Regions from separate parts of the Mus musculus genome. Here regions 2 and 3 are each linked to region 1. A link is a contact called in public HiChIP or PLAC-seq data. All regions are on one chromosome and are shown on one strand. The core of a region is the stretch at or near the end of the contact, and the rest is flanking DNA. Distances in the headings are between cores, read along the strand shown.

Region 1 (2,753 bases), core at 115-2,614:
GGCTTAGGAAAAACATTGAAACTCTGAATACAGCACCGAGCCGTAGATGTCCTCTGGATAGTATTTCTGTAGACTTAAGGTCCTCTGAGACTCATGAAGGATGGACACAGTCAGCATCCCTGGTGGAGGAGGGAAGGCCCTAATTTAGTTGCTTTTGCCAAGTTTTATCGCTGGAAGAGTAGACTATAATAAGAGGAGGCAGTTATTCAACTAAAGCATGTGCCCTACACTGTGCCCCCAAAGCCCAGGGTGATGGTCTGATCTTATCTCTATGAGATAGCAATACTGTTAATATTCTAACTCTATAATAAGTAATTTGAGGCATAGGAATCAAAACCATAGGTCACACAGCAAATAAGCAGTTCCCTAGGTGTATTGGCAATCCCTAACAGTGTTCCTTTGAGGGGAAGTGTTCCTGTGAGAAGGCCCCAGCAGAGGATCTCTGGTTGGTTGCTTGCACATCTCCTTCTTTAAACCTTGCACACATTTGCTATCTTCAGCTTGTCTTATGAGACAAGCCATTCAGTCACCCCATATTTAAAAAAAAAATCACAGAATGTATTAACATAGAATTCATTTAAGGACATTCACTCTCCATTTTTCACAGCATGAGGTGGTCTGGGCCCAATACCTTGTACATATTGGAAATGAACATCTTCACACATGGGATTAACTCTCAGGCACAGCCATGCTGGCACAGGAAAGGACTTCAACATCAGGCCTTCGCTATAAACAATTTCTTAAGCTGTGTTGAGATGTGTTGGCTCACCCTCTAAGATGAGCTACACAGCAGAAATGGGGGCAATCTTTGAATGACACACAGGGTGTCTCAATGACGCCACAGTGGCCAGGAGAAGGGATATACACATGTCAAAGATCTCAGGGATACTGGATGCTCCCCTAACCAAGCAAGGCATGTAATCCCATTGTTCTAACAAAGGAAACAGCCTGATGCAGTAGCAGGAAGGGGCAGGGTCTCCGAAAACGGTAGTTTCCACTAGGTTGAAAGATTCCCTCCATGAGGGAGGGGGTGCTCATAAGACTCATGAGGAAAACAAACTCAGACTTGGAGGATAGCTGAAACCTGCAACCTTCTTGAAGGTCCTTCCCCTGTCTTCTAGCTACAATAAAACAACTGTAGGAGGAAGAGACTGACCAGCCAAGCTGCCTGGAGGAGATCTCTCCCACCTGCGGAACTGCCTGCACTTTGTGCAGAGAGCTCAGGGTGGTAGCTTTCCAGCGGTCCCTTGTTTGGGGTGGGGCTGGGCTTTCGGTGCTGACGTTGCCCTTGAGAGATCCTCACTTCTGTAAGTCACCCCTCACCACACTCCTGTAAGTAACTCCGGGGAAAAACCGCAGTGATTCACCGCAGTGATTCACGGAGTTGGATGTCTATGCAGTCATCCCACTGGTCTTGAGGGGTGAGTAGATGCATAGGTGGGGCATCTTCCCAGGAAAGGTTTATCACATGGCAGTCTCTAAACAACTGCCATTGTCCAGAACAGCCCTAGTATGTGCCTATAGTCCAAATTTGGATATGCAGACCCTGGACACCTCTTTCTCGTCCAGTGAAGCCTCTTATGCTATTTTTAGACGGAAAAAAAAAAACCTGACTTCCTAACCCAAGCCTCTAGTCACTCTCAGCTCCAGACTTGGAAAATAACAGGCCAGATACGTCTCCCTAGGTGAACACACCCATACCCTCACTTTGCGCTAATTATGCCACCAGCCAGAAATCTCAAACGTGCAGTCTGTGTGGACAAGTAGAAGAACAAAACTGTGCTCCAGAAATAAGCACAGGTCAAATTTGTGGGTGAGGCTCTATGGTTGAGCAAGCTTAGTTAGAGGCTTCATAGCCTTTAACTTTTGTGGCCCAGATTTGCATCTGAGTGGACCTCAAGTCAGAGCATTTGCAAAAAAAAAAAAAAAAAAAAAGGAAGCTGTTCGGCTAAGGAAGGGTAGCTAGGTTACATCAGCGGCAAATCATATCCTCCCTTTGCATTCTTTTGTAGGTTATTTTATTTGTGCGTGAGCACACATGTGTTTGACTGGGGTAGAATCTAGGGACTTAAGCATGAGATGTACAAAGCCTAACTACTGAGTACATCCCCAACCCTGCTTGGCTGGTTTTAGACGATGGGCGTGGATTCCTGATTTGAACACCACCAAAGTCTCACAGGGATTCACATGGGCCCGCCTTCCGCCCCGCCACTGGACACGGCCCCTGGGGACCTTGACTAAGCTCACCGGAAACCTCAGTTGTAAGACCAGGGGTGGGAAAACTCAATCATCTGTGATGGGGGCGCGAAGTTGGGGTTCCCTGACTTCTGGGTCTCCAGTTGCCGCCAGAGAACTCCACAGAGAAGTTGGGAACGAAGTGACGGGAGTCCACAGGCTGCAATGAGGCTGGGACTGGGTGATCCCAAACTCCTGGCTGCTGCTGACTCACAGGAGTTGAGAGCAGAGTGTGTGTGATGGAGGGGTGGAGCGTGGGAGTTGGGGGGGGGGCGTTTGGCGCACGTGCTAAAGATGCCAACTAGCCCAGGTGTCCTCTAGTCAACTAGAGGATGGGCTCCGGCCTAACTCATCAGCAAAGGCATCTATAGTTATCTGGAAGTGCAGAGAGGCCTTCTATGGGAGATTTAAGCTGTAGCTCTGTAGATGAAGGCCTCCGTGCTCCCCATGGTGGTTCTCGGTGAAAGAGACAATCCTTAGTTCCAAACTCTTTATTGGTTGTCCATCGTAGAAAATGG
Region 2 (2,753 bases), core at 85-2,584, 480 kb before region 1:
TGAAAGCTACTCTTTGAAAATTGAGGTGTATAGCAACTAATAATCTGAGCTTGAGTTCTCTGTTCTATTTTAATTCATTTTTTGGGGGGGAGGGTAGGAAGGGGGGGGAACGTGCTGTGAGCTTTTCCTAACTTGTCACCGGAATTCTACATGAAATGTGAGCAGTTTGGATGCTTGCAAATGACTTCTTTATATTTTTATGTCTTGAGTTGATTCAAACAAGCACAATGACTCTGAAGTGGTCCGTGTGCTTTACAAGTCTCAAGTCTGAGATGAAATACGGTAATGTGAAAGAACATAAAAACAGAATTTGGGGTCGTTTGATGAGAAGGTAATAATTAGAACTTTTCTCATTTTCGGAAATTTGCAATAAAGAAAATTTTGTTATTTCAATTTGTAGTAATAAATATATACAACTGATTAAAATTTTAAAAAACTGGTACATGGTATAAGGATGATCATTAAGGTTTAAAAGCAATGAATTGTCTTCTTGTCCAGTGGGAGAATCTAATATCAACCAGCTTCCTATCAGGACAGCCTTTTTTGTTCATTAATATATCACTATACAAAAGAAGGGATTTCACTATAACACTTTCATTAACATACATCACACATTAGATCGTATGCCTCATCCCCCTTCTCACCCCTCGCTTCTTTTCCCAAGCAGTTTCTTTCTGTTTGAATGCCTTACCTACTTGCTCCTGAATCTAGATTCTACACAGGAGAGAAAATTCACACTCTTCATCTTTCTGAGTCTGATGATGACTTCCAGTTTTATCCACATTTCTGCAAATGTTAGAACTTCTAACATTTAGAAATGGCTAAAACTCCATGTGTATATACACAACATATTTCTAAGTTCACCCATTGATGGGCACCTAGACAGACTCCATATCTTGCTATTGTGCTACTGTAAGCATTGGGTGTGCATGTCTCTGTGTTCATTGACTCGGTCTTTCTAGTGTACACACCCAGGAGAGATAATAGCTATGCACTGGCAGCTTTTTAAGAACCCTCACACTGATTTCAATAGAGGCTTGGGCTGCCTTTTGGAGAGTTCATTAAACACACACGCTGGTGAAAAGCCAATTGGGCAGTTCTCTGAGTAAAAAGCATGTGTGTCCTGTTTAATTCACTGCACTAGGACATTTACTCATAAATAAAGTACAGAAAGGAAATAAAACCACCAATGCTTTATTAAATTAGTTGTACCCTTAAGTCTTTCCTTTATTTGTTTTGCAAAGTGTTTAATTTTAGGGCGATACCCGTGTACACAGACACACCTTCCTGCCTGTGATTCAACAGTGACATCATTCACAGAATAAACATGTATGGAGCAGTTGGAGTCATTAGGGCAAAGAGCCACACTTTAGGCTGCAAGAAGTTATTTTGTTGGGAAGGAAAGCATACTAAACACATACTGCACCACTGCCTATGTCCCAGCCCAGTGTGGAACTTCGACCAAGCAGGCATACAGGCAGGACACAAAATCGAGCCCAGAGAGGACAAAAGGTCAGTATAACTTCATGGAGATGACCTTTCCATATGTGCATACGAAAATGAGTGTAGAAGGAACTCAGGGCACTTCTGATTCAAAGAGATAACTCTAGCTCTAGTTGTTGACTCTCTGGGTATGATCATGTATGGAACAGTTAAAAAAAATTCTAGAGGGGCTGGCAGGATAGCTCAGTGGTTAAGAGCACTCTTTCAAAGGACCAGAGCTCAGTTCCCAGCACTCACATGGTCGCTAACAATCATCTGTAACTCCACTTTCAGGAGATCCAACATCCTCTTCTGGCCTCTATGGGTACTACATGCATGTGATGCACAGAGATACACTCAGGCAAAATACCCATTCTAATCAAGATAGATAAAATCTTAAAAAAAATCTAGAGAGTCCTCAAAGAAAATAAAGAAACAGCAACAGACTCAAAGGTCTGAATGGAATTAAACACAATTGGAAGTTATTCAAAGGTGTCCAGTGTGCTTCACGAACTGAGGTCCCATAATCCCCTGGGAAAATGATAGTAGAAATACACCAGAAAGTTGCTGTGATGTTAAATGAGTCCGTTATTCATCTGGGTCTCAATTTCTCTGAATCTGTGAAATGAGATCAGTAGACTGCCACAGAAGCTTTGGCAAGCTAGAGCCCCCATCTTATCTGCTGAGATTTGAGGCTAAAAGTCACCTCTCAAAGGCAAAACTATGCTACATTGTGCATAGCATCCTCATAGTGCTTGCTACAGGCTCAGGCCACTTGGTGTCCAGCATCCTCATAGTGCTACAGTCTCAGCCACACTGTGCACAGCATTCTCAGAGTGCTGCAGGCTCAGGCAGGGCACACGAAGTCTTTGACATTAGCCTTTTTACAGTGGACCAACCCTGCATACATAGGGATTGACATGACCCTAAATGTTACTCTGTTCATGCCTTTAGCAGATAAAGACCTGAGATTTAGCTCCCATACAGACACACCTATAATCTGTAACATTATATTGCATGCAGCTGGTGCTCATCCACCCACAAACCCCAGTTAATATTCTCCACTTTCTCACTCTTCCTCCTGTGGAAGTGATTATCAAGCCATAGAAATCAGAAGGTACACAGGGCATGAAAGGGGCAAAGCTGTACAGGGAACTGATTTGACACCATTTGCAAGTGATACAGAAAATGTGGTACTCTGACAGACAAAGTGGTGCAGACCTATAATCTCAGCGCTTGCCAGGCCAAGGCAGGGTGATAGCAAGCTGGAG
Region 3 (2,753 bases), core at 89-2,588, 440 kb before region 1:
AATTTTTTAAAAGGTCGATTATCAGCTTGCATTTATTTTTCAGAATCTCACCGTCAACATTTCTCACAGTCATTGAAGACACTGCCTCCTCGAGGAGTTCCTGCAAGGTCTGGCTGGGAGGTGATGCCATTGAAGCCCTCACTGTCAGGCTGGATCTCTGGTCATTTCCCATTGTAGTCGCACTACCACACACCCATGCACACCAGCTTCCTTTGCATGACACTGGCTCCTTGTGCAGATGGATCCTTCTACTTCTTGCACCTCCATGGCTATCATAAAGAACACACATCAGATGATGCACTGGCAGTTGCCGGGCCTTGCATACCCAGGTTTCCTGCGACGTTTACTTCTAACAGCAGAACTATGGAGTGCTCACTAGGACTCCAGTGGCAGAGCTCAGCAACCATTTCCCTTGGTGAGAGGCAGCAGGACGAGATCAACCACAGAAGGGTGTCCTCAAATGTCATGGCTCTCTGTTTGGGGCTCCTGCCTCTCTATCTGGGTCTTCTGGACGTCAAGCTTTCTTCAGATCTCTTGGCCCTCTGTTTAGATGGCTTGGGTCTGTCTGGGTCTCCTGGGCTGCTCTCTTGTCTGTCCCTCTCTTGGACAAGAGCCCCTCCACTCAGTCCTCATACTTATGGGACACTTGTGATTCTTCTCAAGCCTACTTTTATTCTCCTGATCCTATCTCTCCAGACCTTGCTTATTCTTTCTCCTCCTCCTAGTCTCCTGCCCCCCACCCCCCATCTGGGCTGTTGCCCCTCTTACTAAGCCAGCTGCAATAGTCTCTTACAGTCTTCTCATCTTCCAACTAACCAGATACATTTTAGTTAAGACAGTCTTTTCAGGAGCAAACCTACTGTGTCTCCTTGGTAGTTCTCTTCTCCACTGAGAGTCTAGTCTTATAGCAGGGCACAGTAGGTCCTGTCTGAGGTCATGGGCCTCAGTGAGTCAACACTCACTTCTCTGATCCAACCAGGAGATGACCAAATACACACACACACACACACACACACACACACACACACACACACACACACACAGGAAAGGTCATTTAGTATCCCAGGAAGGGTCTTCACCTGATCATGAAGAGACAGCCCTTTCCCCAAGGAGCTACAGACCAAAAGTCCCCATACCTAGAGCCAGGGTGAGGCAGGAGTTGACTATCTAAGGTTTGCATCCTTGTTCCAGAGGGAAGCCAACTGATCCTCTTCCCTTCCACTTGCTTCCTCCAACCTCATCACCTGGCTAGAAATAGAAGCCAATCTCTCATTATCCCGCTGGAAAGTAAACAACTGCTCCCCCTGGGTAAACATGAAAGTCACCAGGTCTCCTCTGAGCAGGTCAATAAGGAAGGATGACGTTTCCTGCCTTGGCTGTAAGGACAGCAGGGCTTTCTACCCAAGAACTTAGGAGACGGAAGATTTCCTCTGGCCTCTTCTCCCACCTGTCATCTTTCCCCACCCAGTTCTCTGTGCTGGTGGGTTTTGTCCCCTAAGCCTTGAATAGCACAGAACTGGCTAGTGGGAATCCTGAATGCATTTCCCTCTCCTGTCTAAATCTAGTCCAAGGAATGACTCAACTCTTCTATCAAAACACAGGTCTGAAGCTACACGGCAGCCCTGTGGCCCCTGGCATTTGGGGTATTCTCTCTTTGATGTGAATCATCTGTAGTGTATCCCTGCAGGTGCTAAACAGGGTAGGAATATCCTTTCTTTCCTCTCCCGGCACCTCTTCAGAGCCTGGCTGGTAGTTAGCCTGTCAATGTTGGTATAAGCTGTTTTTATTATATTAGGATGCATCATCTCTCTTCCTACATATCATTGTGCTTCTGTTTGTCAGAGAATATTGAATATTCAACCAACCAAGTAGTTTAAATATCACACTGTATGGGGAGATAGAAAGGGAGAGGGGAGAAGAGAAATTCTTGAAACAACTTAGAAATGAGTTGAATGGGAAAGTGGGAAGAACTCTAGCATGCTTTACGAGGACAGGTTTGTTGCTTCTAATGCTCTCCCATACAACCTTTGAAGAAGGGACCCATACTGGGGTTTTAACTCCTCCATCACATGATGGAGATGATCACCACCAGGGAGTGTTAACTCTTCGTAGACTTCTAAGCCTGTGTTCAACAATCCGGAGGAAGAGGTAGCATCACAGATGCAAGATTCTTTCCAGACACTAGATGATAATCGTGACTGGAGACACAGGCACACGTGTGCATCTTCATTAAACTCTTAATCTGTATTATGTGCAATGCATGGAATGCTTTTGTTTTTTAAACACCGAACAAGAAGCATCAAGTGGACTCTAACCTTAATCTTCTGGGATGTGTTGTAGACTGACTGCTGTATAACCTTGCTGTCAAGAAGGGTCAGAAACTTAAGGAAACGACCCCTGCCCCCTGCCCCCTGCCCTGTTTTTGTACAATTCATGGCCAGCTTGGCGCTAAGAATGACATGACACTTTTAAAGGGCTGTGAAGCTTGTATGGAATTAAGATTTTAGCCCTCACAAACAATGCTTTGTTAGAACGAACACAGCTTTTAGCTTCATTCCAGACTGTCCCGGCTGCTATTGCATCTGAACAGCAGTGCATGTGAGAAGATGAGGCGGGAGGATTTGAATTTAAGGTCATTCTGGGCTATAAGGAAGGGAGTTACTGAGCTGCGGTAGCAGGCTCCCCACAGCTGCAATGTTTCTGTTCTAGCCTTTTATAGAGGTGACAACACCTGCCCCAAAGGCTGTGGAATG

The links. HiChIP or PLAC-seq counts read pairs in DNA pulled down with a chosen protein or histone mark.
Region 2: an HNF4G HiChIP or PLAC-seq map of pancreatic cancer cells shows a contact between it and region 1. The contact joins two enhancer-like sites. A contact is called at or near these places in 2 of 115 datasets of contacts at active chromatin or transcription factors (embryonic stem cells and pancreatic cancer cells) and 1 of 9 other capture datasets (embryonic stem cells).
Region 3: a contact with region 1 is called in a FOXA1 HiChIP or PLAC-seq map of pancreatic cancer cells. The contact joins two enhancer-like sites.

Annotation. Positions count from the first base shown.
Region 1 is chr13:34,682,092-34,684,844 of GRCm38.p6, forward strand. No RefSeq gene overlaps it. Among named protein-coding and RNA genes, the nearest start is that of Gm15908, 31 kb to the left of the region's middle. Within about 2 kb of position 1,365, at least 57 of the 459 cell types and tissues checked have an H3K27ac peak or open chromatin away from gene starts, as enhancers often do. A contact at or near this core is called in pancreatic cancer cells, where this site is marked.
Region 2 is chr13:34,206,932-34,209,684 of GRCm38.p6, forward strand. All of the region lies in intron 4 of Slc22a23 (solute carrier family 22, member 23), which reads right to left. Among named protein-coding and RNA genes, the nearest start is that of Gm52037, 10 kb to the left of the region's middle. Within about 2 kb of position 1,335, at least 18 of the 459 cell types and tissues checked have an H3K27ac peak or open chromatin away from gene starts, as enhancers often do. A contact at or near this core is called in pancreatic cancer cells, where this site is marked.
Region 3 is chr13:34,245,748-34,248,500 of GRCm38.p6, forward strand. The region is part of intron 3 of Slc22a23 (solute carrier family 22, member 23); the gene reads right to left. Among named protein-coding and RNA genes, the nearest start is that of Gm52037, 49 kb to the left of the region's middle. Within about 2 kb of position 1,339, at least 46 of the 459 cell types and tissues checked have an H3K27ac peak or open chromatin away from gene starts, as enhancers often do. A contact at or near this core is called in pancreatic cancer cells, where this site is marked.